2 separate regions of the Zea mays genome follow, and region 2 is linked to region 1. A link is a contact called in public Hi-C data. All regions are on one chromosome and are shown on one strand. Each heading gives the region's core, a stretch centred on a gene start, on an enhancer-like site or on the middle of the called end of the contact. The rest is flanking DNA. Distances are from core to core; before and after follow the strand shown.

What was found. A called contact is a pair of places that touch in the nucleus more often than the background predicts.
Region 2: a Hi-C map of leaf shows a contact between it and region 1, with 6 times the contacts expected there. The contact joins the promoter of LOC100194193 here to the promoter of LOC103651368 in region 1. A contact is called at or near these places in 2 of 25 Hi-C or Micro-C datasets (bundle sheath and leaf).

Annotation. Positions count from the first base shown.
Region 1 is chr3:215,240,787-215,245,395 of Zm-B73-REFERENCE-NAM-5.0, forward strand. LOC103651368 reads right to left here and starts at 2,693. Exons shown (of 2, transcript XM_008676992.4): 1 at 2,283-2,693; 2 at 1,702-2,120. The coding sequence starts at 2,457. The coding sequence ends at 1,996.
Region 2 is chr3:215,438,407-215,442,994 of Zm-B73-REFERENCE-NAM-5.0, forward strand. LOC100194193 (Hydroxyproline-rich glycoprotein family protein) reads left to right here and starts at 2,115. Exons shown (of 3, transcript NM_001279438.2): 1 at 2,115-2,679; 2 at 2,801-3,094; 3 at 3,402-4,588. The coding sequence starts at 2,581.

The sequences.
Region 1 (4,609 bases), core at 1,443-3,942:
ACTTTAATTCGAGCAGGCAGAAAATTATTAGTCAAAGTTGGATTAAAGTAAAGGATCACTTGGCACCTCGGTTGGAGAAATGGATCCTTCGATTTGTTCCTCTTGCTTCTTTTGTGGGCACATCGTTTTCCTGTGAGTTGTCAAGACTAAAATATTGGTCTAATGCAATTAGCTTCAACACAGGGTGGATCCATGGCACCATTATTTGCTACAAGCGTATCAAAGTTCATAGCTATTTCAATTGAAAGTACATCTCTAAAAATCAATAACCATTATTTGCTACAAGCGTATCACGGTTGCCTGTGCATGAGGTTGGTGTGGGCGGGTGGCGGCCTTGCCTGTGGAAGTTCCACGGGTGTTACACAAGGAGGATTTCTTAAATAGATGGTGGGCTTGCTGTAATCTGTGCTTGCTGTAGACCTAAGGCAGATGGCGGGCTCTAACGCCTAGAAGGGGATCCAAGAGTGAAGATGGCGGATGGAAGGGAGGCGCGCAGGTGTTCTTGTGGAAGGGAGGCGGAGATGGCCGGCCAATGGAATGGGATCGCTGCCGTTGGACGGAGGGCGCCAAGGATGGAAGGGCCAATGGTGCCAAGGATGGAAGGGGATCCAAGCGCGATTCAAGGCGGGGCGATGATCGTGGAGATTGCTTCCCTCTCCCCCGTGGCAGGCGTGGACGGGGGAGTGGGAGAGGGGCAGTGCCGCGTGGACGGGGGAGTGGGAGAGGGGCAGTAGAACCAAGATGTACGCGTGGGAGAGGGGCAGGGGCAGTAGAACCATCGCGAGTGGAAGCATCGCCCTCCACCTCGGCCTCCACCTTCGTCGCCACCATGACCTTGGTTTAGACCCGGATTGAGGCCTCCGCCGTCGCCGCAGCAGCCTGGACGTGGATCTAGTCCTCGATCATCGCCGCCACAACCTGGACGCGCAGATCTGGAGCGGCTTCGTACTGGTGGAACCCCGGGTGCTTGGTGAGCGGCACGCCCAGCTCCGCCATGCACGCCTGGATCCGGTCGTCGCTGCCGCATAGCGCCGGGTACCGGCGGAGGCAGCCATCCTGCATCCGCGCGAGCGCCTCGGCCAGCGGCCGGCTGATGGCGAAGCCGCCGCCGCCGTACGCCGGAAAAGTAGATGTTCTGCAGGTGGCTCTCGGAGAGGGAGCCGATGTAGTAGGGCTGGCGGTGGTCGAACTTGTTGAGCACGGTGAGGAGGTTGTCCGGGAAGAAGACGGTGTCGTCGTCGCCCAAGACGAACCAGCGCACGCCGGGGAGGCCGAGGCGGAACGTCTCGGAGACGATGCGGCCCGGCAAGCGGGTTGGAGCGCGATGAGCCGTGTGGAGGGTGGGGGTGCCTCCTCCACGTCGCGCGCAGTCGCTACCGCCCACCGCAAGATAGGGTTTCGGCTGGGAGTCTGTGGAGGGGTGGTGCAGATGAGGCGAGCGGTTGGTGCGGGGTGGGGGAGAGGAAGGGGGCGGGCACGACTGGATGGCGCGTGCGGCTGGATGGCATAGGTAATAGAAACGGACGGTCCAAATAGATGGGAGGCAGAACGGCAGAACGGCAGAACGCAGGGAGGCAGACTACTATTGCTTACTTAATAAGTAGTAGAGATTGTGGAGGTTCTCAACCTCAACCTGGACTCCTGGTTCTAGGGTTGCTCTGCACATGAGTTTATTAGGTGCAACCGTGCTTCTCTTTTTTATATATTGTCAATCATATATATTATTAATCATCGCTCATGTACATATGGGTGACAATACGTTTTAAATTTTACAATATAAAATTTAAGGATCGGATTAAAATCGTGTCTCTTTTCTATTCATTTTTGAACTAAAATTTATTTAGAGTCCTACTTTGTGAGGAAGTATTTGGATCATAATCCATAATCGCTTATACATGTACATGAGAAAGGTTTAATCGAGAAAAAAATATCTGTGGACTGCGGTCTGCTGCTGGATCGATGTTGCCAGGAGCCTAGCAAAGTAACTACTAATAACTAGGCGTAGGTGTCAATTCTACTGCTGCTGGCTTTGCCGACCTCGGCCTCCAGCGTCTCCATCTGCTGCTCCAGCAGCCTCAGCCTCTGGTGCATGCTGTCCAGCCTCCGCCGGGCCGCCTCATCTGTCAAAAAAAAAAACAACGCAACTAGTCAGCGGTGATCACTCATCTGTTTATTCATATCACTATCGCTACAGATTAAATTAATAATAATGGGGTGTGAACGATCCCGCTAGCTCGATCATTGCTGTCATTACTGGCTTCTACTGTATTTACGAAACGAACCTAGCTGCGCGACGAACTGCGAGACGGTGACCTCCTGCCCGGCATCGGTGACGACGATGGGGGTGCCGCTGCCGCCGTCTCCGGCTCTGGCTCTGGCTCTGGCTCTGCGGACGGCGCCCTCCGCGAGGCCGGGCTTGGTGGACGACGTCCCTGCCCTCGTCGCGCTCGCAAGCATGGCTCTACGCGACCCTCTTGTTCAGCCGATCTCTTCGTCGTCGTTCTCTTGCTCCCGGTCCCAGGCAGCAATGACAGCAGTGGTCCGTTAGCTTGGATCTAGAGGCAGGAGACGTGTCCGCTGGAGTGGGGACGAGCCGCTTTTTGTACACGCGCGCGCAAGGGTGGACATGAGACTTGGGGGAGGGGTTGGGCCGCGCCGGACCTCGTGGATTGGGGCCTCAGATTGGCTTGCGCGGGCCGAGAGACCAAACTCACTACTTCACTAGTAAGTCTAAGCATACTATACAAAATAACGTGGGGATACTGTAGACATACTATAAACTAATATGGTATATAATATTTTAAAAAAGATAATGAGATAGACGTTTAGGGGTGAACTCAAACTAATGTATTGTTTGGAACCTTTAAAACTAATAGTTAGCTACTAAAAATTAGTCGTTGGATTTCAAACATCATCCTAAGGGTCTGATTGGAAGCAAATATATTAGAGAGAATTAAAGTGACTATAGTCTCTTACTATTTGAATAGTAAGGGATTATAGGCCCATTAATCCCCTTCAATATTTTTGCTCTCAAATAATCCCTAACTAATTGTTATCTACAACACAACTAACAATTAGTTTATTAGATTGTTTATCTCAGCTAATAATTTATTAGCTGGCTAATTATTAGCTCTAGGTATGCAAATATGACCTAAAACGATCGATCGATGGATCAACCGATCTACACTATACATGCATGGCAGCATGGGTCACCATTCGCACATGTGCCTTTGTGCGGCTGTGTGAGATCTCTCTCGATATTTCATGCTGATCCAGCGGCAGGAAATCTTGAGGCCTCGGAGATGGCGATGCATGAATACTGTCGTGTCCCTTAACACGTAAGCCGTGAGGTGGACGTGCATGCATCCATCGTAACCGGAGGGAGCCCGTTGCGTCATTGCTTGCGTACGGCTCCCGTTGCGTTGACCCCCGGATATTATAAGTATTTATATGTAATGCTTTAAAAGAGATAAAGGTCGTTTCATCTGGTTAAACTTCTTGTTGTTACCACTTACCAAACACAAAGGATGATATGACTATCTTGGAAGTGAAACCATAAAACTCATAAAGTCAGTCTCAACGAAAGTTTCACAAGAGTTTTATTTGTATTTAAAATAGCTTGCCACATATGAATTTTTTTATGACATGCCAATGTTTTACTAAAGTGAGAAGAAATAAGTTTTTCGAGAGTGAAACTCTCTTGACGTGATTATCAACTCTCTATAAGCCACATAATTGATTGTCTATGAAACTATCACTACAACTAAAAAACCTTTAGGAACCGACTATAGTACTAGATTCCTAACCGATACTATGTAAACAGGACTAAAAATCATATTCTTTTGTTATGGTACTAAACGGTACCCTAAAAGTAAAGCATACGGTCGGGCTTTCATGTATTCCCTCCTTACCACTCTGCTATAGAGCTATTTGTGACTATCAAGAAGATATTTCCCTTTTACTTTACATCTGAAAGAGCCTTTAATGTCGTTAGTGACAAAAATGGGACTAAAGAGCTCTTTAGTACCGATTTTTGCAACTAACCGGTACTAAAGGGTAACTTTTAGTACTAATTTTTGTCACCAATCAATTTTAAAATCTCCTCTAGCTTTAGTATCAATTATTGTTACCAACCATTACTATGTAGACTCTTTAATACCAGTTAGTCACCAATCTATACTAATCTATGCTTGATAGATTAGTATCGGTTGGTGGCTTCAATCGGTTATACATTAGTACTTATTGGTAGGGATGAAAACAATGGGTACGTACAGATAGTAGGTCATTCTATATCCTACCCTAAAGTATTTTAACCGGGTTCTAGATCGGATACGGATCGTTAGAGATGGGATTGATATGGATACATGGATCAACTATTTATTCGGGTAAACAAGTGACAAATACAAATATTATTTGACTGGATATATGAGGATACTGAATACTTGCCGGATAGTGCATGAATTGCTTATTATTCACTACAATTTAGTTCATGTGTAAGACTATTACACCATGGACATTGAGTGACTCGAATTCGAAGCTAAACTATCCAAATACTAATTGTATCCGTCAAAAATATAAAAGTATCTGAATTTGTATAAAAAACTTGTAT
Region 2 (4,588 bases), core at 865-3,364, 200 kb after region 1:
ATGCTGGCACGAAAAGATTGTATGGCCAGGCACGCCTCCCGGTTTGTTGCCTGGCTTGGCAATGGCTTGACAGGTCTTAATCCAAACAGGAGGCAATGCATGTCAAATATCGATCCAAAACGACGCCCAAGTTTTTTTAAGAGCTCTCGCGCATGGGAGAAGGGGCAAAATAGTCATTGTTGTTCCTCGTCTGAAATCAATCTTTCAAATTTTACCTTTGGGTTTAATTTCATCGTCTGACTATCAAAATGATCATTTACTGCTCAAAGTTTGCACTTGGGGTTCAATTTTATACATGAATGCACAGGTTGAGCTCAAAGTGCGTAGTGTGGGGGCTGAAACAGTTACAGAAACAACAAATTTACGAAGTTCAGTGATAAACTTGTGCATTAAACAATAACTGGGGGAGTAGGATGGCTGGTTAAACGATAACTGGGGGAGTAATATGGCTATTTCGTCGGGTACAGGTCATGGCTGTATGAGAGTATTTATCCTCGGCAGGTTGTGCATTAAACAGTTACTAGCTTGGATTTCGAGAGATTGAGTGAAAAATAGCTAATTTCCCCTTAATCTCTGGGAACCCTGCGAAGATTTAAGTTTCCAAAGTGGCCTTTAAATGATAAATAGGAGAGTAAGATTAAGATGGCTAGTTAAATTATAACTATGGTGAGTAAGATGGCTATTTCGTCATGGGCATCTTTGGTAGATTGTCTTGTGGACACTAATTGAACGTACGGTGTCTAGCAGACCATGGGCTTTTCGGTTGGGTCTACATCGAAGGAGACTAAATTTTTCTTAGTCAAAATTAAATATAGGTGGATTTAATCCTCTTTAACTGATTTAGTGACTAGGGATTATGGAGGGTTTGGAGGGGATTGAGAGAAAATTAGTTCATTTCCTCTCAATCAACCCTAATTGAATAAAGCCTAAGCTATCTTTAGCAGCTTTTCTATTTTATCTTATTTCTTATTTTAAACTTCACTCTATAAATAATATTTTTTAAAGAGTAAAGTTGTGTTCTATACGATCATATACATGATGATCCGTGGAACACAACCTTATAACATTTCGAACGCCCCAGAAAAGTTTCTTGGTACTTGTCCCCTCCACGTATTTCCACATTCACATCCATATTCCGTTGGAACAGACAATTTCTTTTAGCACCCATACCCTTGTACGAGACACTCAATTACAGCATCAACGTTTGGGAGCTGTTGTACATAACATTATAGCACTGTTTTGTATTATAGACAATACTATTTATAGAGAGTAGAGCTGCTAGAGATAGCGAGCGTCTCTAGAAGGCCTTCTAAATTTCACTCTAAATTATCATTTAGTCATTTAAATAAAACCACTTTCTATATTTTTCTAATCTTTAACAATTTTTCTATATCTTGCTTGCACTCTACAGAGTCATGCACGTTTTCTATCTTTAGCTAGCGAGAAACCCAAAATTAAATATGATTATATTTGGATAACCATATAAATAAGCTGTTAGAAGGTATTTAAAAAACTCCATTCATATCATTGAGGAAGAATAGTGTAATTCTGGGTTAAAAAACTTTATTCATATCAATTAAAAAAACTATATTCATATTAAAAAACTCTAGAATGTCTTTTGAAGGCTGTCTGCAGCAGCTATCATATCCCATTCGTATTTTAAACTTCACTATGTAAATAGTGTAATTTACGGTCTAAATCATCTAATTTACATGATTTGATATAAATAATCTATGATCGTGTCCAACAGTTTAGCTATATGGTTACTTAAAATATTGTTTTATATTGTCCTGCAATGCAAACTGTATTTTTCGTATAGTATAGTTTGAATATGAAGATATGAATGAGTAAGCTGCTAAAAAATAGTCTAAAAATTATAAACAGATCAGCCCTACAAGAAGATTACTGCAGGATTAACCGCGCACATGGCACACGAGGTGGACCGCGATGGAGCACCCCGAACAAAGCGGTCATCGGAAACCGATCACATCTCGCCCAGACACCACACAGCAGCAGGACTGCATGAGCAGCAGAGGGCAGAGCACGGGCACGGCCGTCCGCAACGCAAGGTATCCTTCGGTCGGTTCTCATCCCCATCCCCGGCCACCCCTATCCACCGCTGCACCGCCACCCCCACCCCGCCCACGCCAGATTTCGCCAGATCTCAGGCCACATGTGGACGGGCTCCGCCGAGAGCTGAAGCAAAGAGCTTGGCATTATCCGTCTCGCTCTCCGAGGTCCACCACGCTCGCTCTCCGCTTCCCCAGCCCCACCGCCATTTTTATCCCACTTGCTCGGCGCTGCCCCCATTTTTATTCCTCCCCGCGCCTCGAACCCCACCACGGTACCCACAGCTCTCGCCGCTATAGCTCCGCCGCCGCTTTGCTTGCCTCCTCAGTTTTCACCCTCGCAGTCACGGACATCTGGCTGTTTTTACATTGGGACTCTGCTTTTTCCTGCCTGCAACAGCGACTCCTCTTTCCCCGCCTCTTCCTCCTCCCGCTTCGGATTCCCAACCCCCCCGCTCAGGCCTCTTCCCTTCACAGCACCAACCCAAAACCCTAGCCGCAACGCCTACGCATGGCTTCCCCCGCGCGCCCCGCCGCCACCTCCGTCTCCGGCGCCTTCGGCCTTCCCCCCGACGCGCGCTGCTCCTACGACCAGCCCCGCCGCCGCGAGGTGCCCGCACTCTGTGCTCTGCTCCCGTCGCGATCTCTCGGTTTCGAATTTCCTTCCTTCACTCGGCGCCTGACAGACCGACTCTTCTGGTGGTGGGGGTGCGGGGTGCCGCGCCGGGCAGGGCTTGCAGGACGAGAGGATGGTGCAGACGTTCGTGGCCGCCTACGCGCAGCCGCCGCCGCATCAGGACGGCTTCTACCCAAAGGAAGCCGTGATGGCGGCCGTGGAGGAGTGCATGCGGAAGCAGGCCGACGCGCTGCTGCACTCGCTCGACGGCATCGGGGGCAGGCTTTCGCAGCTCGAGCTCTACTGCTACAAGCTCGAGAGGTCCATCGGGGAACTGCGCAGCGACGTCATGGACTACCACAGCGAGAGCACCACCAACTTCAGATGCATCGACAAGAACCTCGGACAGGTGCGTCCGCGCGTGCCTTCTCCGTGCATCTTGGATCCCGGTGTGCACCACCTGGCTTCTGGAGTACTACTGGTGTGCTAGTGTTCTGGTAATGTCGCCGAGTAATGGCAGACAATGACAGTGCGAGATTTCCAATTTCTCACTAATATTTGGTGTAAAATGACTTAACTGATTATTTATTTCCCTGAAAGCTAGTACATTCAGTGGAGTCAACTTATGGTTCCCGGAGATGAGATTTGTATCACTTGGCTCTGAGACTAACAGCTACTAGCATCTTTGGTAACTAGATCTACATTTTGGATGCCAGGTCCACAAATCCTTGCAGGTTCTTCAGGATAGGCAGGACTTGGCTGAAACTCCAAAAGAACTCAGCAAACTTCAAATAGCACATGAGGCACCCTCTCATCAGAAGGGTGAGGCCACCGGTTTTCCCATGCTTGCGCCAAGGGAAAATGACCACATCACACAAGCTCCAAAACATGAGGTTGCCCTTTTGCGACTTCACCAAGTTAATGGGATGCAGTCCCCTGCCGTGCAGGTCCAAACCAGCGGTGGCTTTGTTCTGCAGCACCTGGTGCCTGTCTCTTTGAGCACGCAGCATGATCAGCAGCAATTGAACCAGGCTCCTGTGTACTATGTGCAAAGCCAGGATCATGCTAAATCCACAGAGAGCAAGGCGTTGGAACCTTTGGTTCAAGGTGTGCAGCCACTTGTCCACAACCCTGAAGTCATGGCTCAAGTTGAGCTACCTCAGAAACCTAATCAAGCAACTGAATTGTACCCTCAACCTCAGAATCACAGACTACAGATGCCTACCCAGCAGGTTGATTCGCATACATGGCATCCCCAACAGCCCATGGTGCAACAGCACCAATACATTATCCAACAAGTTTCACGACACATGGCTCAACAGCAGTCCTCGTCTCCTCATTCTCAGAGTGCTCAAGCCACACCCTTGTTTCCTCCATTCAGCTCCCCGAAGCCTGCTAGTTCTAACACTGATCCAATTACAAGAAGTATGGCTGGGCAACCTCCATACTCTTCATCGCAGCAGCAGCATGAAGTCGCCCATTCATTTTATGGCCAAGGCAATACAATATTGGTTCCTGTAGCTGATCATAATGCTCAGCATCAGCAATCGCAATCAGTGCAGCTACACAGCCAGGGCACCTGTCTACCTCAACCAAGCAAGCCCAGTCACTGCAGTGTTGCATCCTATGCTGTTCAAGGAAATGGTCAGACCTACAGCTCCACATACAAGAACCCTTCTAACTGCCCTGCAACTGTCGTAGCTCTTCTGCCTCAGCCTCCAGCTACTGCTTCTATGGCGTATCATCCCTTGGGACCACAGGTCGTGCACAATCATCCATTTGGAAATATGGTTGAAACGGCTAGTGTGGTAGGGTATTCACGGGACCAAGGTGAGATACTCCCAGTGGTGACTGCAGTACAACCCGTGATGGTTGATAAGCTTAATGCTGGCAGCAACGTAAC